Regions from separate parts of the Macaca mulatta genome. Here region 2 is linked to region 1. A link is a contact called in public Hi-C data. All regions are on one chromosome and are shown on one strand. Each heading gives the region's core, a stretch centred on a gene start, on an enhancer-like site or on the middle of the called end of the contact. The rest is flanking DNA. Distances are from core to core; before and after follow the strand shown.

What was found. Hi-C and Micro-C count contacts between places; a contact is called where the count stands out from the background.
Region 2: a Hi-C map of fetal cortical plate shows a contact between it and region 1, with 2.2 times the contacts expected there. The contact joins the enhancer-like site here to the promoter of TMEM170A in region 1. A contact is called at or near these places in 4 of 14 Hi-C or Micro-C datasets (cortical neurons, fetal cortex germinal zone, fetal cortical plate and 1 more).

The regions. Positions count from the first base shown.
Region 1 is chr20:70,808,009-70,811,836 of T2T-MMU8v2.0, forward strand. TMEM170A (transmembrane protein 170A) reads right to left here and starts at 2,159. Exons shown (of 3, transcript NM_001194844.1): 1 at 1,920-2,159. The coding sequence starts at 2,052.
Region 2 is chr20:70,943,692-70,947,293 of T2T-MMU8v2.0, forward strand. It overlaps a transcript of ADAT1 not described here. Among named protein-coding and RNA genes, the nearest start is that of GABARAPL2, 25 kb to the left of the region's middle. Within about 2 kb of position 2,095, at least 10 of the 40 cell types and tissues checked have an H3K27ac peak or open chromatin away from gene starts, as enhancers often do. A contact at or near this core is called in fetal cortex germinal zone and fetal cortical plate, where this site is marked.

The sequences.
Region 1 (3,828 bases), core at 909-3,408:
TCCCAAAGTGCTGGGATTCCAGGTGTGAGCCACCGCGCCGGGCTGACATTCAATGTCTCTTGATGTGATGTACTGGTTAGTGGACATCACCTAGCTAGGTGGCTTTCTGACCAAAAATGTTTAATCTACATCTAATCATGAAGAAAATCTAATGAACCTAGATTGTAAAACAGTCTATAAAACAATTCACATGGACTCTTCCAAAATGTTCATCTGAAAAAAATTCAAACAAGGAAGGAGTTGCTTCAGCTAAATGAAACTAAAGAGATGGGACAACTTAATGTAATGTGTGAACCTTAGATCATGGAATATATATATATATTTTTTTAAGGAAAAAAAATCTATGTGGACAATTGGGGAAATTTAAACAAGGCCCATACGTTAGATAACATTATTCTATCATGTTCAATTTCTTGGAAGTCATATGGTTTTGTGGATGACAGAAAATGGTTTTTAGAAGATACATGCTAAAGATTACTAGGCATCAAGTGTTATGACTTCTGCAACTTCCTATTGAATAACTCGAGTTTAAATGGGACATGTGACATACATCTAAGTGTTATAGGTAATACATATGATTAGATATATATGGAAAGAGAAACCCGAAAAACCAAAACATTACTGAATCTAGGTAAAGGGTACATGGGTATTTGTTGTACTGTTTTCTCAACTGTTCGGCAGGCTCGAAATGTTTCAGGAAAGGGGAAAATTAAGGAAACAAAAATTAATCTGGTCCCAGTAGTGCCTCCAGATTGCAAGAACATTTCATTTTTCACACAGCGTCCCCAGAATACCCTCAATTTTTTGATATCACTGTCTAAAGGGATCCCAGCACCTTCTGAAATGACGTGAGCTGCCAGACTCTCATTTCAGGCATGACCACAAGCGAACATCTGCATCTGACCCCAACCTGCCTGATGACCTTTACCTGCTACTTCACAATCCCTCCAGGAAAATCCCTGGGCACATTATAACACTGCAAGTCCCAGGTGTGCGCTGAAAGGCGCCTGGCAGTCGCTGCCCAGGGGAGGAGAAATCACAGGTGCCTTGTTTGGAACTAGAGGCTGGAATCTCGTCCTCCTTCCCTCTGCTCTGGTCCCTCATTGTTTATGAAGATCTCAGTGCCCTCTACTGGGAGCCCCACCTCCCCTTCCAGGGCCAGGGGCCCCAGTCTTCTTGCCTTTCAAGGTCTACATAAATAACTGTGCCTCCCCTCAAAACCTTTCTCCTCCTTCCCAGGTGAAGTCTTCTCTCCTCCCTCCAGCTTTCCGCGCACGGAGACTTCTTCCAGGCGTCAGAAATCTGAGCAACCCTCCTAGCAGGCCCACCTCACGCCGCAGCGGGGAGGAAGAGTTCAAAGGAAGCTGTGCCAAAGATCTGGAAGGCTTAGTGGGAGAACCGGCAACAGGTGGCACCAGGTCTGGGAGATTCCTAGAAAGCGGAGCGGGTCTCGGAGCGGGTGGATTTGGCCCGAGGCGCCAGCGATCAGCGAAGGCAAGGGGAGCGCGAACTCTGACCCCTCAGCCGAGCCGGGCCGGGCCGCTCCGAGGCACCTCGAAGGAGGCCGGGCGCCGTGCGGCAACCCAGGCAGGGCAGGAATCACCGCCTCCCGGGCTCGTGGGGTGCAGCTCTGAACCTGAGACGCTCGGGTGGCGGCCGGGCGCCCTCCAGTCCCGGGCCCACCTGCGGCCGTTCCCTGCACCTCACGCCCAGCGGGACTCCGGGGCCCGGCCTCAGGGACTGGCGAGGAAGTGACGGGGAAAGGGGCTCCGGACAAGGAGCAGGACCCAACTCCAGGAGGACAGCGCCCACCCAGCAGATCAGCGGCGCACCAGGGACCCCGCCCAGACTCGGGGCGCCCACAGCCTTGCCGAGGCGACGGCGGGGCGCGCAGTGCGCAGGCGCGGGGCGGGCCGTACCTGGGAAGGAGCAGAGGGAAGTAGAGTTGGGGCACAGGGTCCCGTTGCCCACCCGCGGCACAACCTTCAGGCTCAGGATCTGCTGCAGGAGCCCGGCCGACCCGCCGCTGCCGCCGCTGCCCTCGCGCTCCATCCCGTCGCCATTCACCACAGAGAAATGAGGGATGAGCGCCCGAAGTGCGGCAGCGGCCGGCCCCCACTCACCCTCGCCGTCTCAGCGTCACCTCCAGCCGGGGCCCTCTTCCCCCAATCCCAACGGCGCTGCCAAGTGACCGTTGCCTCCTCCAATCACGAGGCTCCGCAGCGCGCGGGCGCAGGGCCAGGGTTGTTCCCGCCCCCAACGTTGCGCAGGGCTCGCACAGATCCAGCCCCACGGACGCGCCCCCTCCTGGACGGCGCTCTCTGGGACCGCGCGCACAGCTCTGCCCTTCTCCGCAGCGCCCCCTGTGACAAAGTATGGAATTGCATGCGCCCCACGAGACCCGAGATATGGATTTACCAGGGATCTGGAAAAATACAGTGATGGAACGGATATGTTAAGTTCTAGTTATGACTGAACTCCAGCATTTATGAAACCTTCATGAACAGAACAAGAACGTTCTCTATTTAAAACTGATAGTAGGGCCGGGCGCGGTGGCTCAAGCCTGTAATCCCAGCACTTTGGGAGGCCGAGACGGGCGGATCACGAGGTCGGGAGATCGAGACCATCCTGGTTAACACGGTGAAACCCCGTCTCTACTAAAAAATACAAAAAACTAGCCGGGCGAGGTGGCGGGCGCCTGTAGTCCCAGCTACTCGGGAGGCTGAGGCAGGAGAATGGCGTGAACCCGGGAGGCGGAGCTTGCAGTGAGCTGAGATCCGGCCACTGCACTCCAGCCTGGGTGACAGAACGAGACTCCGTCTCAAAAAAAATAAAAAATAAAAAAACTGATAGTAGAAAGGGCCCATGCAAAGGCTGGTGTTGGACTGGAATGGGAGGGAGGCTATATAGCCTCTATAGTTTTAAATAAAATAAAATTTAAAGAGATTCGGTTCAGAGCAACAAAATTGGATCACAGTTTTTTTGTTTGTTTGTTTTTCTTTTTTTTTTTCTGAGACAGAGTCTCGCTCTGTGGCCCAGGCTGAAGTGCAGCGGCGGGATCTCAGCTCACTGCAAGCTCTGCTTCCCGGGTTCACGCCATTATCCTGCCTCAGCCTCCCAAGTAGCTGGGACTACAGGCGCCCGCCACCACGCCTGGCTAATTTTTTGTAGTTTTAGTACAGACGGGGTTTCACCGTGTTAGCCAGGATGGTCTCGATTTCCTGACCTCCTGGATCACACATTTTTGTCTCACCTCCCTTCAGAGAGCCTGTTAACATGAAGGCAGAGAAATCGTAAAAAGGAATAAGCTAATGTTCCGTCTGTTTGCACTGCTGTAACAAAGTACTTGAGACTGGGCAATTTATTAACAACAGAAATGTATGTTCTTGCAGTTCTGGAAGCTGGGAGGTCCAAGATCAAGGTCGCAGCAGGTTCCATGTCTGAGGACCGCCCGTTCCTCACAGATAGCACCGCCGAGGCGTCCTCACATGGTAAAAAAGGGAGCCACTCTCCGAATCCCTTTTATAAGAGTCCTAATCCCATAATGGGGACTCTGCTCTTCTGACTTAATCGTCTCCTAAAGGCCCCTCCTCTCAGTACTATCGCATTCCCATGAAGTTTCAGGACATGCATTTGGGGGAACACATTCAGACCATAGCAGCCAATAACAATGGTGTTCTGGAAGGGAAGTTACCAAGGATAACTGATGTCCACAAGGTTCCAGGTGATGAAGAGGCTTCTGACGAATAATAATGTTTTTGTTTGTTTGATCGGTTTGTTTTGAGACAGAGTCTCACTTTGTTGCCCAGGCTGGAGTGCAGTGGCAGG
Region 2 (3,602 bases), core at 845-3,344, 140 kb after region 1:
GCTGAGCCCAAAGTACAGGGAACATGTGCTGGAGACCAACATTTGGCAGCCTGGGTCCCACTTGGAGTGACTTTCTGCCACTCCCTTTCCTCCTACAGAGACATTTTCCTGCATCTGGTCACTGAAAAGCAGTGCTGGACAGGCTTGTTCTAAAAGCTGATTCCTAACCCTACTGGCTCATAGGAATGAGGGGCAAAACATCCATACCCAAATTCAGAGCCCAGGTTAGTAGATTGAGACGAGAGTTATTTTCAGGCTGGCATGGTGGCTCATGCCTCTAATCCCAGCACTCTGGCAGGCAGAGGCGGGAGGATCACCTGAGGTCGAGAGTTCGAGACCAGCCTGACCTTCATGGAGAAACCCCATCTCTACTAAAAATACAAAATTAGGCACATGCCTGTAATCCCGGCTACTCGGGAGGCTGAGGCAGGAGAATCGCTTGAACCCGGGAGGTGGAGGTTGCGGTAAGCCCAGATCGCACCGTTGTGCTCCAGCCTGGGCAACAAGAATGAAACTCTGTCTAAAAAAAAAGAGTTATTTCCATCCTTCCCTTGTCACCAACATGACTGAGGCCATATGTAGTCACAGCATCAGTGGGCAGTTTCCTAGAGAAAATTTTTCTTTGTATTATCTATCCAATTAATAATTTTTATGAGAATCCTACCTAACAGTTGAAAAACACTGAGCATCCTAAATGCGACGATCTAATTTTGTAGGACAGATAAGAAGTTATAAGCAGAGGTTAAATACTTTCCCCACATCCACATAGAAGTTAGTGGCAGAACTGGTACTAGGACACAACTGCTTGAGTATCTAGGTCCAGTTTTATTCTACTACACCAAGTAGTAAGGACCATGTTTTTGTTTTTTTGCATTTTAAAATTGAGGTATAATTATGTAAAGTACATGAATATTAACGTGTAGACTTAACGTGGACAAATGTTTACACCAGTATAATCAACGCTCCAATCAAAACACAGGACGTTTCCATCCTCCAGAGGCCTCTTTCTACTCGACTGCCTGCTCCCCACCCCCCACCACATCAGGCAGTCACCACTCATGATATTTGTCCCTTTTGATTCATTTTGGATCCCCAGTTTTAAGAAATAAAAACTGAATTCAAACAACTTTGCCTGAAGCCCTTAAGTCTTTACAGAATTTCCCTACCACTTTTGGACCACAGGTATAAAGATTTGTTTTGGATTCATCTGGACGGTGTTACAGCAAGTTAGTCTCAGCCCCAATACAGACACGTTTAGGTTTAAAAGGATTCATGTTTATAGGACGTGAAGGTCAACAATTCTTCAATATGGGGTATTAAAAAAACTACTCTTTCTGGAAAATAAATGTGCTTTGTCTGAAATATCTGTCTCCTTGGCTGTTTCTGTATCTAACCATTCCTTCAGGATAACTGCCTATGGGAAGAGCTGCTCGAGCTCTGGAAAGTAAGCACTTATATACTAAGTATTTTTCCAGTTGGAAGCTGTCTCCTGGTTTCAATAGCTTTTCTGTTGCGGTGGGATCCATTTTAACAGCTCCTCTGGCTTTCCCAGACACCATCTCAGGAGGCAGTGGCAGTTGAAAAGATAACACTGTCCTAAGCCATTTAACTAGCCAGGAAGGGACATGGGTTTTAGGAGCTGGAAATTTTTGGCTAAGGCTTGCTCAGAACACTGTCTTAAATCCAAAAAGTCTTGCCAAGGTCCAGGTGGAGGCAGCTTTCCCCCAGCCACAGACACTACCAAATCAGACAGGGCTTGCATTTCTTCCGACCAGAGGCACTGGCAGCCAGGGTCGGTCATTATCTCCATAGCAGCCTCGTTTCCCCAGACAGTGAGCTCATGCTTGGCGCTGATCAACTCCATAAAACAAGGCATTTAACCCTATGCAGAAATGACTACATGAAATCTATACACACAATTATTTAAATCAAGCCAATTTTTGAAAATTATTAAGAAAATACAAATTATGCAACACAGTCGTAACACTAGAACCCACTTATGGACACAGAATAAACAGCAAGGCTCGAAGTGTAAACCTCCCTGAAAGAGCCAAATTCCACAAGACAGTAATTCTGTGGAATTAAGCTGCCTAAAGCAGCTTGTGAGATTCCTCTTCCCTATACAACATCGCCTCTATGTGTTTTCTGGCGTTAATGCAGTTTAAAATAGAGAAACCTTTTTCCATTAATTTTTATTTCATTTAAAAAATTTATTTAAAAAATAGGCATATATTAACATGGTTCAACATTTTAAAAGGGTATAAAGTTAAAAGTCTCCCTCCCACACCTTGGACCCTGGCCATCCTTTGTCCTGTTTGATGATTGGTTTCTTGTAAGTAGATTCATAGATACTTTAGTATATACAAGCTAAACAGTTACCTATCTTTCATGCTTTTTTTTTTCAGCCTCCCGAGTAGCTGGGATTACAAGCATGCGCCACTATGCCCGGCTAATTTTGTATTTTTAGTAGAGACGAGGTTTCTCCATGTTGGTCAGGCTGGTCTTGAACTCTCAACCTCGGGTGATCCACCTGCCTCAGCCTCCCAAAGTGCTGGGATTATAGGCGTGAGCCACTGCACTCGGCCTCTTTCATGCTTTTTTAATAGAAATGGCATGTTGTAATGGTGTTCTGTGCTTTGCTTTCTTTGGATTCACTGTATTTAGAAACAGAACTTAGAAGATATATTTAAATCAAGCAAATTATATGTTTATTTAATCTTTGACCAAACAATCCCACTTCTAAGACTATCCAAAAGATACAGTGGCAAAAATACAAATTGTCGCATATATGATATGCCAACAACTAATAAAAATGGCTACTGTTAGAGGGAAGGAAAAAACCAGGGAGGAGACAAGGATGAAAGACATCTGAATATACCTTTCTTCAAAGAAAACTAGTTCTAGCCAGGCATGGTGGCTCATGCCTGTAATCCTAGCACTCTGGGAGGCCAAGATGGGAGGATTGTTTGAGGCCAGGAATTAAAGACCAACCTGGCCAACACAGTGAGACCCCATCTCTATTTTTTTAAAAAACAAAAACAAACTAGTTTCAACTTTGGAATCATACAAACATTTTACATAATTTTTAAGGCATCCCTAAAAACTGAAAGTAAAGTAAAATTATGTACAGATTTGGAGCAATAACTAGAGAGGAACTATTTCAAGTGACTTTAAAACACAATTGTTAGAAGCAGGGTTTCTTAACCTCAGCATGACTGACGTTTTAAGCCAGATAATTCTTTGCGGGGAGTGGGGGTGGGGACAGGGCAGTTGTCCTGTGCATCATGCGATGTTAGCAGCATCCAAGGCTCAACGAGCTTCTATAATTGGCAACACCTGGCACATACTGCCATACATCATTGCTGGGAGGATTAAGTGCTGTCTGTGTGACACCACTGGGGAGTGTTTTAAAATATAGGTTTTAGGTGGCCTGACATGGTGGCTCATGCCTCTAATCCCAGCACTGTGGGAGGCCAAGGTGGGAAGATCATTTGAGCTCAAGCATTTGAAACTAGCCTGGGCAACAGAGCAAGACACCCGTCTCTAAAAAATAAGATAAAAAATATAAAATATAGGTTTTATTATTATTCAGGTATGATGAG